Linked DNA regions of Gossypium hirsutum: region 1 is linked to region 2. The links are chromatin contacts, called in public Hi-C maps. All regions are on one chromosome and are shown on one strand. Each heading gives the region's core, a stretch centred on a gene start, on an enhancer-like site or on the middle of the called end of the contact. The rest is flanking DNA. Distances are from core to core; before and after follow the strand shown.

Region 1 (6,580 bases), core at 1,397-3,896, 290 kb after region 2:
TAGCAAACTAACTCCTTACCACTCGAACCAGTAGACTCATTCTAATATAAGTTTACAAATAATAATACATAAGCCTACCTAACAGGGATAAGGCTAGGATAAAAAATAACAGAATTTGCCAAAAGTGAGACTTGAACCCAAGACCTCACACACACACCCAGAACACTTAATCACTAAAGAAAATACATATTTGTGTTAAGATTTACAAAAATAGAAATAAATTATTTAGGGCATTACAAACTCGGGCTCCCAATTGACAATGATGCGGTCATAGGTTTAGGTAAAGTGTTCGAACCTGTGACATTCTGCTATTAATTGCTTGGACGCTCGCTCGTTGATGGTGAAGCTAGGTTTACCATTTTGAAATCTTGGTTAAAGGAAAATTTTGAAACCTTATCGAGTAGTGCCACTGAGTTGGAGAATATGTGCGCTGCTCGAGCGAATATACTGCAACTGAGCAACTGATAAGGGGTATTTATGCCGGATGCAAATAGTAAAGTCCACATGATATACTCGTCTCTATTGACTGATTTGCAAGCTACCTGTTCATACAGTTGGGGCTCAGCAGTATTAGCAACATTATATTGTAAGTGTTTTCGAGCGACAAAGCTCTATACACAAGATATAGATGGGTGCCTAATAATACTATAGTCCTAGGCATTGTACAAGATGTCATTTCTAGTATCAGTGAGTCACTAACCACATGTGTTCCCACTTGCAAATAGGTAAAAAATTTAAAATTTCCATCAAGAATTTTTTTATGAAAATTTGTTCAAACAAGTTTGCTTTATTTTCAAATGGTTTACTTGTTCGGGTATTGGGAAGTCTAAAACCCTCGTGGTCTACCGACAGATGATTGAGGCATGTAGGATAAAATAAATTAAAAATAAAAAATAGCTTTTATTTAAAAAAAATATTAGATCCTACTGAAAAATATAATTACATACAAATAATTACAAACTAACCTTATAAACTCAAACTTGATTTTTGAAGTCTAAAACACAAATATTTCTTCTTTTCTTTTCTGTTTTCTCCCTTTCTACTAAACATAAATCTTTCCTCTTTTTTCTTCTTCTCTTCAATAGAAAGCAAAAACTTCAACTCAAACAAAATATTTAAACAGAAACCCAAAACTTCAATAGAATTGGTGGGGTGGGGGTGGGTATAAATACTAGTTGGTACATCTTGATAGCATCGCGAAACTACTGGTGTCACCTAACATGTTGGTAGCACCACTAATAATTTTTTTTTCGATTTTCATTTTTTCCCTAACAACCTTTTTTTTAAATGTACAAGTGTCGTCTGACACACTGGCGACACTCATAAAAAATAATTTTTTTTAAATTATCAATGGTGTTGCCAAACACACCGACACCTATTAAAAATGTATATTTTTAAAAATTATTAGTGGCGTTGTCTGATGCATCGGTAGCACCTATTAAAAAATAATTTATTTTGAAATTATCAGTGTTGTCACATGATACACCGACGATACCTATTAAAAATATTTTTTTTCTGTCTCAACTTTTTTTGACACTGTTTTTTTTAATTCATTGGTGTTGCTTGACACACTGATGACACCCATTAAAAAATATTTTTTTCTTGTCTCAGCTTTTTATCTGACATTGTTTTTTTTTAAATTCACCGGTGCCGCCTGACAAACTGGTGACTCCATTACAATTTTTTTTTACCATATATACTCGTATTTTCAAGGACATTTTAGAAAAATACATATCAATGTTACCTGGCACAGTGTCGGCACTAATAAAAGATTATGTTTTTCTTTAAAACATATGATTACATAATGATTGGCTAAAAAAGGAGGGTGGTGCCACCAATGTGTCAGGCTACACCGACGGGTACTGTAACAAACAACATATTTTCATAAATAATTTATCCTCCAATTTATTTTCGTAATTAATTAATTTTTTATATTATTTATATAAAAAACTCTCATATTTTAGTCACTATTATTTGAATTAATCACTTTCGTTACAAATTTTAATAATCCATTAATGAATTACTCACTTGAGACGTTAACCCATTGAATTAACCCATTGAATAATAGAAAAGTGATATTTTATTTTTTGTTTGGGACCTCTCTCTCTTTTTTTTTTCTCTACTGCTCAACAACCACCATCTCCATACAGCATCTTCAAGCCTCCTATCACTTATCCTCACCTGAGTCAGAGTCAAAGCCACCCAAATTCCCCCACCGTACCCATCTCCACCGCAGCTCTGTTTAGGGAACTTAAGAATTATGTCCTGAAATCTGTATTAATCATCATTCTCATAACAATTACTTGACTTCATCCATGCTTTCATTAAGCAGATCAGGCAATGAGATATGCACGTGTGTGTGTGTGAGTGCCAATGTTGAAGAAGCTTCTTCACCTTGGATAGTTTTGAGCTGCGCAGGTGTACACTTCTTCAAGTCAAGCTTCCAGCTTTTAGACGCCTTACTTTTTGTCAGCAGCACTGGGAACCAAAATCTTCTTAATTTGATCAAAGTTTAATATGTAGAGATCCTAAGATTCAATTACTCTCAATGAGTTAACCACGTGAGCCTATCTTAATTAAGGCAATTAAATTTAAAAATAATTAAAATAAAATAAATTCTATTTTAAAATGAGTATAGTGTAGTTTATCCTAGTTTAATCAATCAAAAGCCCAATTGGTTTTTATAAAGAAAATCCCAATTTTGTAAAAGATTTAGGCCGCAAATTCCAAAAATGGTAGTCACCTGTTGAATCTGATTTCCTCCATGTCCAGTGTTGACAACTATTTCCCAATCTTGAAAACCCCAAAACATAAAAAAGCAAAGCCCATTTTCAATCCGTTACAGACTAACGAACGCCGGCACGATGGCATAGCACCTCAAAAAATGGCAGCTAACTTCTTCAGACATACCCTTTGTTTTGCCATGCCAATGCTATAACATCCAAATTCGTACGTTTTTTTTTTCTAATAACCAATCTTTCTTTTCTTCTTCTTCCATAAAAGACTTGTTTTTTTTAACACTCGAGAATTTCCCTCCAATCCCACAATCTTCATGCTTTTCACTTTTACTGTGTTTTCTTCGTGAACTTCTCGGGGATTACAAAGGTGCGTCAAGCTCTTGCAGATCTGATTTACACTTCTGTTTTATATAATTTCCTGTGTTTGTTTAGCTGCTGGGGTCGATATCTTTTCTGGGTTTTGATTAACGAAAATGGAAACTGGTAGCGTACGAATGAGATCAGATCATTTAGAGAAAGAAGGATCTAAGGAAACCCATGAAGAAAGTTTTGAGCTAGAATCATCCTATGATGTTAGTGATGATAACCACCAATTCCATTCGATGAATGCATTAGAGATCTTAAGAGAAACTGTTAGGATTTTACGGTACAATTCGTCCAGTTTTTTTATCATTGCAGTTTTGTTTATTTGCCCTGTATCTTTGGTCTTTATGTCTAATTTGTTAGTTGATCATTCCATTGTGAAGAGATTAACTGTTAGGCTTTTGTTAGTTGCCAAAACCTGTGGACTCCCATTGAAGCCTTTCATCAAACAGTCGTCACAAAGGTTCGCCGAGTCGGCTGTTTCCTCCGCAATGTGCTTCCCTTTGTTCATCACATTGTCTTTGTTATCCAAGGCTGCGGTGGTTTATTGTGTAGATTGTACTTACTCGAGGAAACCGGCCGATGCTTCAAAGTTTTTCACGATAATCCTAAAGTTTTGGAGGCGGCTCGTTTGCACATATGTGTGGATGTGTACGGTTATTGTTGCTTGTGTGACCACTTTCTTTGTTTTCCTTGTTGTGGCATGTAGCTTGCTTTCTGTTGTTGGCTTTGCACCTGACTTGATTGTGTATGCGGTGATAATGATGGGGCTAGTGTTCTCGGTTGCCTTCGCGTATGCCATTGTTGTTTGCAATATCGGGATTGTAATCTGCGTGTTGGAGGAAGTTTCAGGACCGCAGGCAATGCTTCGGGCCGGTGTTCTTATTAAGGGGCAGACTCAAGTTGGTCTCTTGATATTTCTTGGATCTACAATTGGTTTAGCATTTGTGGAAGGGTTGTTTGAACATAGAGTAAAAGTATTAAGTTATGGAGATGGGTCTTCTAGGATCTGGGAAGGGCCTCTGTTGGTAATAATGTATTCGTTTGTGGTGCTCATGGATTCCATGATGAGTACGGTTTTCTATTTCAGTTGCAGATCGTACACTATGGAAGCCTCGGATGGTGAATGTCAATCAATATTGGATACACCATAACCACCTTTGCCAAATTGTTTTGTGTTGATGACCATTGCTATGTCCATTGTTATGCTATCAGCTAATATTTATCGAGTTCTAACAAGAAAATAGCATTACTTGGGAATACTGATGAAGATGAATTTGTTGTTGTTTCATCAAAAACTCGAGCAAGATGGGTTTTAGCAGCTCATACTATGCTGAAGATGATTCTCCAACTCTTCCATAGACATACATGGTTCAGGTGCATAAAATTTCTTGTGATCTACTACTAGCCATGGAATAAAAACAAAGTTAATACAATAATTTGATTGAATATAAGCTGCATAGAACTATTCATCAATTATCCAAAGGGTTCCATATCAAATTGTTGGACCTTTTCATGTTCCTTTTTTTTTTTACTATCCTTGTACTTGCATTTATATTCTTGTTCGACGTGCTTAATAAATAGTAAAATGTAGAGCTTGGAGTACTGATTAATCAGAAGATAGATATTGAGAATGTTCCGGGAAATGGTTTTTTTTTTTTTAAACTTTTAAGTTTTATCTCAAATGAACTGACTTTGAAGATACAAAGATGGATTGAATGCTTCATATTCTTTAAATGCCATTTTCCAAGGGTTGGTTTGACTGCAATTTCTCATAACTTGAGCTTCTGTTTATAGGGATCATTGATTGCACTTTCTACATCACTTTGGAATCTCTAAAAATTGAATTTTAAACTAAATGGCCATATGGAGAGAGAAGAATGCAAGGAAAGAGTTGTAAATTAGCAGATGATTATTCCTGCTATTAAGAAGATTTCCATTTTCTGGAAAAAAAAATGATTTTCATTATTTCTGCTTTCTACTAGTAATTTATACGAACATGGGGTGGGCGTGCAAATTATACTTTATTCACATTCTAAAATGACTAAATTACCCAGTTGGTCAACTAACTTTGCGTTTTCATTTTGATCCTCTAAGTCTAAAAGAAATTATTGCAATTTTGTCACTTAATTTTTAGAGTGTTTTCATTTTAATCACTTACGCGATAAATCTTTAACGACGGTTGATTGTACATGCCAAATCATGTCTACCTCATGTTTACACTTCCGTTTTGGTCATTCAACATCTATGTCACTTTTATTTTGATCATTGAATTTTTTTGAAGTCATTCGGTAACCAAAATGAAAGCCTCTAAAAATTGGGTGATCAAAATAGAGGCAGTTTTGGTATCCAACGGTCTAAAAGATACAGATATTTGTAAATTCTCTATGGATGTGTTTGGATGAGTGATTTGAATGAATTATTTCATTTATATCAAAGTTTTTAAAATTCTAAAAGTGAATTTACTTGTTTTGATAAAATTTTGAAGAATTTAAATTTTCTAGTAATTTCTAGATAGGATTTTAGAAGCTTAATTTGTCTTTTCAAATTCTAGTGGTTTTTCAAAATTTCTTTATATTTCATTTCATTTAATAAAACATTGTCCAAGATAAATGCTAAAACTTCAAAAATCGTTTTTTTTAATTCTAATATATATTTTAAATATTTTATTTTATTAAAAGCATAAAATTTTATAAATATAATGATTTGCATATTAAATATTTTTATATGATTTATTTTTAATATAATTATTCTTTTATAATTATTTTTTAATTCATAAAAATCTAAGAAACTAATTTTCTTAAAACAATTATTTATCCAAGCTAAGTAATTATAATTGCTAGCACAATACTCCCATTTTAAAATCTTTAAAATTTTAAAATTCGTCCATAATTGTGTTTAGGTGAGGAATTTGTAGAAGAAATTTATGTGTATCAAAGTTTTCAAAATTTTTAAAATGAATTTATTTGTTTTGTAACCTCTCAAATCCGACCTAGACGTTAAGACCGAATTTAGAAGATTACATTGGCTACCAAGATAACCTAGCAGAATTATCAGAGTTTAAAAATAGTTGTCTAAAACACTTGCTTTAATTTCTGAAAAAAAACTTAGCGTGTTTCCAAAAGGTACAATTTAATTACAAAAACCAATTGATTTTAATGGTTGTTTTGCAAAACTTGAATTCTAGTTTTATATATACATATATATATCAAACCTCATTTACATAGTCATGTAGCAGAAAAGTGATATTTATCATAGTTTTAATGAAAACTAAATTTCATGCATAATTAATTCAAAACATCCTAATATCGAATTTTATGTCATGCATGCCAAAATAACCCAAAGCTCAAGTCTTATGCCACAGTTCTAATAAATCACTATAGTTCCAAATAAAAAAATTTATAAAACCTAAATACTTTTTAATAAAAAAAGATTAATCCGAGTTGAGACCTTTCGGATGTCGAGTCCGGGCCCTAACC
Region 2 (6,824 bases), core at 2,062-4,561:
ATAAACATTCCATCTCACAAACCAAAGATTAATGGAAGTTGCCCTTATAAATTACCTGGCATCTGCAACATACAGTTGAATAATTACAAGATAGATGAGATTATCTAATTTATATATTGACAGTAGATAAATAAATAAGGATTTATTTTACAATCTAAATATTAATTTTACTTGCCAAAAAATTATGTGATAAATTTTTAGTACTAAATTTTATAATTATTAAATTTATATTAATTTTTTTGATAAATTAGTAAAAGTTGAATATGAAATATAATTATGTTATTTGATAAGAGTAAAAGTTGTAAATAACTAGACTATTTGATAAACAATTTATGGACTTTATTACTCAAAAATACCATTTTTTTTTCAAATTTACCAGATTAGGCCTTTTTTGGGAAAATTATAGGAATAGATAGATTTTTTGAAAGTGCTTTCCGCCACATCAGCACTAAAAGTGACAACACCAACATTTTTTTTATTTTTTGGTGTCACCTATTAATGTGGAGATAAAACTTATAAAACAGATTTTTATATAGACCCCAAGTCTCATTTCCCTTGTTTTCTTAAGCGATGTGGGATGTGAGATATGAGTATATAGACTAAAAATTTATTTGTAGCTTGTTCCTAGACAATGTGAGATTGCTTACTCTTTCAACTAACAACATAAGATTAAAAGCTACACTTAATTTATCTCTATTTAGAACTCTAAACTAAATAGAAATAAATTTAATCTATATTAAATCTATTAAATCGATCTATATAAAAAAAATTCTATATAATTTAGATGTAAAATATACTAAAATATAAAATAAACTAGAAAATAAAAATGGAGTCAGTAATATTAGTAATATTATATTACTATATTAATATATAATATACTAATAGAATCAATATAACATATAATATAATATAAAAGAAATATAACTAAGATATAAAATATTTCCTTCAAGGACATGCTAATAGGGTCCAAGAAATCGTTGGGGAAAGATGTACTAGAAATAGATGTGGATGATGTTCAGTTGCTTGAGGGTGATGTGACTGTTGGAACAGAGGATTACATTTCGTCGATTAGATTTTCTAATAGTGTTCATCAGATTTTGTATAGGAGAATGTTAGGACAGTTATCGTGAAACTTTTGAGAAAGAAAATTGGCTATCATACACTCTCAAATAAGATCTATAATTTGTGGAAACCTTCAACTCCTATAACGATTATGGATCTAAAAAATGATTATTTTTTGGTCAAACTACAAGAGGAAGATGATTATGTTCAGGCGCTTACTGAAGAACCGTGGATAGTATTTGGGCATTATCTTACTGTGCAACCTTGGACTGAATACTTTTCCATGAGCCAACCGTTCCCGCCGAATGTTGTCATTTGGATTCGATTCCCAGGTGTTCCAGGGTTTATGTATTGAAAAACTCTTATCAAATCTATTGGGGAGATTGTGGGTAGAGTCATCAAGTCGGATGATAACACAGGGAATGCCCTGCTGGGTAGGTTTGTTCGCTTGGCAGTTATGGTTAACCTGAATAAACCATTAGTTCTAGAATTAAAGTGGATGGTCGGGTGCAGAGGGTAGAGTATGAATCTCTTCCTAATGTATGCTTTGCGTGTGGCCATTATGGACATATGAAAGAGTCATGCCTGACTTTGTATGTTCAGGAAAAACTAGGAGGTGAAAATGTTGATTTGAACTTGGAAACACGATCCAATGGTTCTATGGTTAATCATGAAGGAGCTGACGAATTTGGGCATTGGATGTTAGTTGACCAGTGGTCAAGGAGGCCTGATCGATGTAAGGGCTCTGGCAAGGTTGTTAAGGAAAGTGCAAACCTTAAGGGATCTCGATTTAATGCTCTACTTAATTTAAAGGACAATGAGATTATGGGTGAGCAAAACTTGATTCGACTCGAAAAAATCGAAAAAAAATTTAAATTTCGAGTTAAACGAATCGAGTTATTCGAGTTAACCAAGTTATTCGAATCAACTCGATTTTTTTTTTCAAATTTCGAGTTCGAATCGAGTTGAGTTTTCGAATTCGAATAACTCGAATAATTCGAATAATTCAAATATCAAACTATAATATTTTACATTTTTACCCCAAACTCCCAAACCTTTTTACTTTTCCCTCAAAACTTTTACTCATTCCCACTTTTCCCCCAAAACTTTTACTCCCCTACCCTCCCAACCCCACAATCTACCCAAAATTCATTTCCCACCGAAATTTTACTCTCCCATTTACTTTTTCTCAAAATTTTACTCATAAAAACCCTCAAAACCTTTTATTTTCTCCCAAAATTTTTACTCCCTCCCACTTTTCCTCTAAAACTTTTATTCCCTTCCCATCCCACCTCCCATCTACCCCAAACCCTCCCCCCTCCAATTTTTTTTAATATTTTCCCTCCAAAATTTTACTCCCCACTATTTACTTTCCCTCAAACTTTTATTCCCAAAACTTTTTATTTTCCCCCTAAACTTTTACTTCTCACCCTTTACTCTCAAATAAAAAATCAAAATTATCCAAAAAAAAATCACTAAACATAAATAGTAATAATTTTATTTATATCTACTATTTATATTATTAAATTAAATTTCACATTTTCTATTATTTATATTATTGAATTGTTTACTCATATTGAATATTTATATTAAAATTGAATTATTAATTATGCTATAAAATATTCGTGTTAAAATTTTATATTGGTATCAATTTCACATTTTATTTTTAAAATAACTTTTATTAAAAAATCATATTTTTATATTTAATATATTTTTTAATTCCAAAATACATAGTGACAAGAATCTGAAGATAATTGAAACAACTAAGCAAGCAAAGAAGCTAACCAGTATATAAAAAATTAATAAATAAATTATGAGGTGATGAAAGTTAATAAAAAAATTGATTAAGGTGGACAAATTTTATTACGATGGGTGACGGTGGTTAAAAGGACCCAAATTTATTTTTTAAAATTTAACTCGAACAAATATATTCGATTCGATTCGAATTCCATCTCACTCGACTCGATTCGAAAAAATTTCAAATCAAATTAGGATGATAAAATATGATTCGTCAACTTGATTAACTCGAAATTTTTTTATTCGATTCGATTCGATCGAACGCTCACCCCTAAATGAGATACATGCTGTGCAGAATATCCTGCTTGAATTTAATGCTAAATCAAAGGGAAAAGATTGGTCATTTATGACAACCCTTTGGGTGTTGATAATTCCATTTTGGACCGTGGGAATGGCAAAGACTTTGGGCCGTATGACATGGTTAAAGAATTTGAGTCTGTTAACATGAGAAGCCTGGTCATTGGTAATACTTCAAATGCAGCTGGTGGGCCCATAGGTGCTTCAGAATTTGTGGATGGAATGGGTCATATCAGGAAGGACCCGATTCCTATGGATAAACTGGGGTCATTTAACCAATTTGAAGCTAAAGATTTTTTTTTTGCAGGAAACGTCTATTGCACAGCACATTTCACCGACAACGAGTGGGGGTTCTAATTTACTGGTAGAGAGGGCCTTGAAAACTATGCTTAATATGGATAAACATTCGACTGTGATTTTTGTCAAAAATCAATACCCTAACCTACTGGAAGACGGATGGAGGACTAATAAAAAGCTGGAGGTGGCACTGGGGAGCGATTCTGGAATGTCCCTTCATATAGAGGGGGACCCAAACGTGGTAAAAAATTTTCTATATCTTTAAGGGGTAAGAGCAGCAATTTTAAGAGCCGAGGGTTTGAGCGATTGCTTATTTCGGAGGCAATGAGTCGTATTGTTGACGATATTGAAAGAGTGGTTACCAATTCCATTTTTGAGGCGGAGGATGGTAGTAAGCTAGTAATAGATGGTATATAGACACCTTGTGAGGTGAAGTTTCTTTTCTTGCCATTTATGTAATTGCCTATTCTTTTTGTTTGGAACTGCCAAGGTTGTCCAAGTCCTAAATTCATCAAGGTGGTTAATGATTATTTTGTGGAGCATAAAGTTGAGATAGTAATTTTCCTTAAAACTCAGGTTAGTGGTCCTAAGGCGGACAAAATTATTTCTAAGCTTGGTTTTGACTTCTCTCATAGAGTAGAAGCTCGGGACTTTTTCTGGGGGAGTTTGAATCTATTGGAAGAGTGGAATTTAGATTCAGGTATTGAATAATAATCCCCAACTTATTCACAGTTACATTAAGAAGGAAATGGAGGTTCAAGGTGTTTTTGTGACTTTCGTTTATGGTATTCTGGACAAGCAAAAGCGTAGGGATTTATGGAACTGGTTGAATTTAATTACTCGCTTTGTTAATGGGCCTTGGTTATTGGTGGGTGACTTTAATGCTTACCTATCACCGGATGAGAAAAGAGGGGGTCGATCGGTGTCCTCTGGGTGTAAACTGTTTCAAGATTTTATCATGGTGAATGGTCTTAAAAATCTTGGACTTAAGGGGCCCCAATTTACTTGGAGAAGGGGGACTACATTTGAGAGACTGGATAGGGCTATTGGTAACTTTGATTGGTTTTGAATGTTACCGGATATTTTATTTTTTCACCTCTGACATTTGAAATTAGATCACAAGTAGCTTTTGCTATCAAAGGATTCTTCTATTGTTAATAGACCAATTAGCCATTTTCACTTTTTGGCTTATTGGGTGCAACATTCATCTTTCAGAAATTTTGTTTGTGAGAATTGGAAATGTGGACAGAATGTAACACCCCTAACCTGTATCCATCGTCAGGATAGGGTTACAGAGCATTACCATAAAAACGTAACTTAAAATCATCCATTTCAAAAACATTTTGTAAATCATATCATAGTCCAATCAAACACATGCATATTGTCCCTTATTCGAGCCCTCGAGGCTCTAGAAACACTTTAAAGATGATTCGGGACTAAATTGAAAACATATGAAACCTTAAGGAAAAACTTAGAAAAATTTAAACTGCAAGGGTCATACGGCCATGTGGCCAGGCCGTGTGACTCACACGACTGAGACACACGCCCGTGTCTTAGGCCGTGTAACTGCCTGACTTGTTACCCTTTGAAACTTACAAAGGACACACGATCGTTTTGTATGGCCGCGTGTCACACACGACTGAGACACACTCTTGTGTCTTAGGCCTTGTGGACAAGAAATAGGCCAAATTCAAGCCATTTCTTTCACCCAATTCAAGTACACACATACAAGTCATTTGCATACACAATCAAGCATTAAACATACCTAAAACATGTGTAATAAGACCATTTCGAATGACCAAATTTCATTTAACCAATATGCCACATAAGGCACCTCAAAAACAAGCATTCAACTTAACCAAACATATGCATAATTGGTCACCTTGGTACCATTTTAAAACATACCATAATTAACTTATACCATGTTAATATAACTTACCATTTGAATCATTATTCTCATGCATCTCAAACACACATATACCTAAACTTATACATATTTGATCATAACTCATCCATATATATTTAGCTTCATTCCATACCAAGTTATACCATAATCGACCACATTGAACTACACCAACATATACTCAATTGGTCATTTTTTGTACAAACACAATTAACTAAATTTCATATTCAAGCATACCTAAATTAACGATATTGCAAACATGCCAAACTTACCTCTTTGGTCATAAAATCATGAATCAACTTAACCATATTAACACCAACCGTAAAGATACCATAAGTACATTAACCATAATGATACTTATACATATCAAAACAACCACTAGATTATTTACACACAAATCCACCTATACATGCCATTATAACCTTGATCAAGACATCAGAATCTACCAATATAATCACTGGATAGTGTGAAAGATCTTCGACGAGCTTCCAACCAGTTCGAGCTTTTGATAATTTGTAAAGTAAGAGAAATACAACTATGTAGGCAATGAATGCTTAATAAGCTCGTACAACATGAAACATAACTTATCACTTCAATACTATAATACATAGATTAAACATGATTCAACGCTAATACTTTAAACTTAATATAAACTTATTGAACACCATTCAACTCACAATTGAGTATATTCAATAAGATCACATATACTTTTCATATATAACATACTGGGATTTATAAGTCGTAATACATAATCATCAATCTTTTCATAAGATTAGAAACCATTCTATTTATATCCAAATTATAAACTTACTGTTTCAATCCTTTTCATAATTTCATGACATAGTTCATTTGAAGCGCATACCTTACTTTTCCTTTTTCATTCCCGTTAAACCAAATAAAACAATATCGGATAATTGAAAAAATAATTACCGTACCAATTATATATATAACACACCAAAACAAAGCCTGCTAGGCTCGAGGCTTGATATAATTGCACTAGCAGAATGCCTAATCGACACAGAGCCCAAATATCATCGGCACAAAGCCTGAATACCACTGGCACAAAGCTTGCTAGGCACAAAGCCCGAATATCACCGGCACAAAGCTTGCTAGGCACAAAGCCCGAATATCACCGGCACAAAGCCTGAATTAACGTTACGTTTCAATTTATTAAAACATAGCTAAATGACATTTAAGATTTAAAAAATAATGAAATAGTATGAAATATTCAATAAAATTAAGAATAATAGTATAACGAACTTACTTGGCTAAATTGCAGAAATATCAAAATACAAGGGATTTTTAGTAATTTTCCACTTTCCTCGATTTTTCACTCGATCTTGATCTAAATTAATAAATTCATTAAATTTATTAATTCAAATAGTAAAAAAATTTATTTTATGCAATTTAGTCATTTTTTGCATTTTTACAAAATTACCTCTAAAGTTTTACTTTTATTCAATTTAGT

What was found. Hi-C and Micro-C count contacts between places; a contact is called where the count stands out from the background.
Region 1: a Hi-C map of leaf shows a contact between it and region 2, with 3 times the contacts expected there. The contact joins the promoter of LOC107918264 here to the enhancer-like site in region 2. A contact is called at or near these places in 7 of 34 Hi-C or Micro-C datasets (cotyledon, fibers, hypocotyl and 2 more).

The regions. Positions count from the first base shown.
Region 1 is chrD13:15,334,967-15,341,546 of Gossypium_hirsutum_v2.1, forward strand. It overlaps LOC107918264, which reads left to right and starts at 2,647. Exons shown (of 2, transcript XM_016847787.2): 1 at 2,647-2,949; 2 at 3,171-4,716. The coding sequence starts at 3,212. The coding sequence ends at 4,255.
Region 2 is chrD13:15,041,645-15,048,468 of Gossypium_hirsutum_v2.1, forward strand. No RefSeq gene overlaps it. Among protein-coding and RNA genes, the nearest start is that of LOC107920047, 11 kb to the left of the region's middle. Within about 2 kb of position 3,312, at least 8 of the 9 cell types and tissues checked have an H3K27ac peak or open chromatin away from gene starts, as enhancers often do. A contact at or near this core is called in cotyledon, fibers, hypocotyl and 1 more, where this site is marked.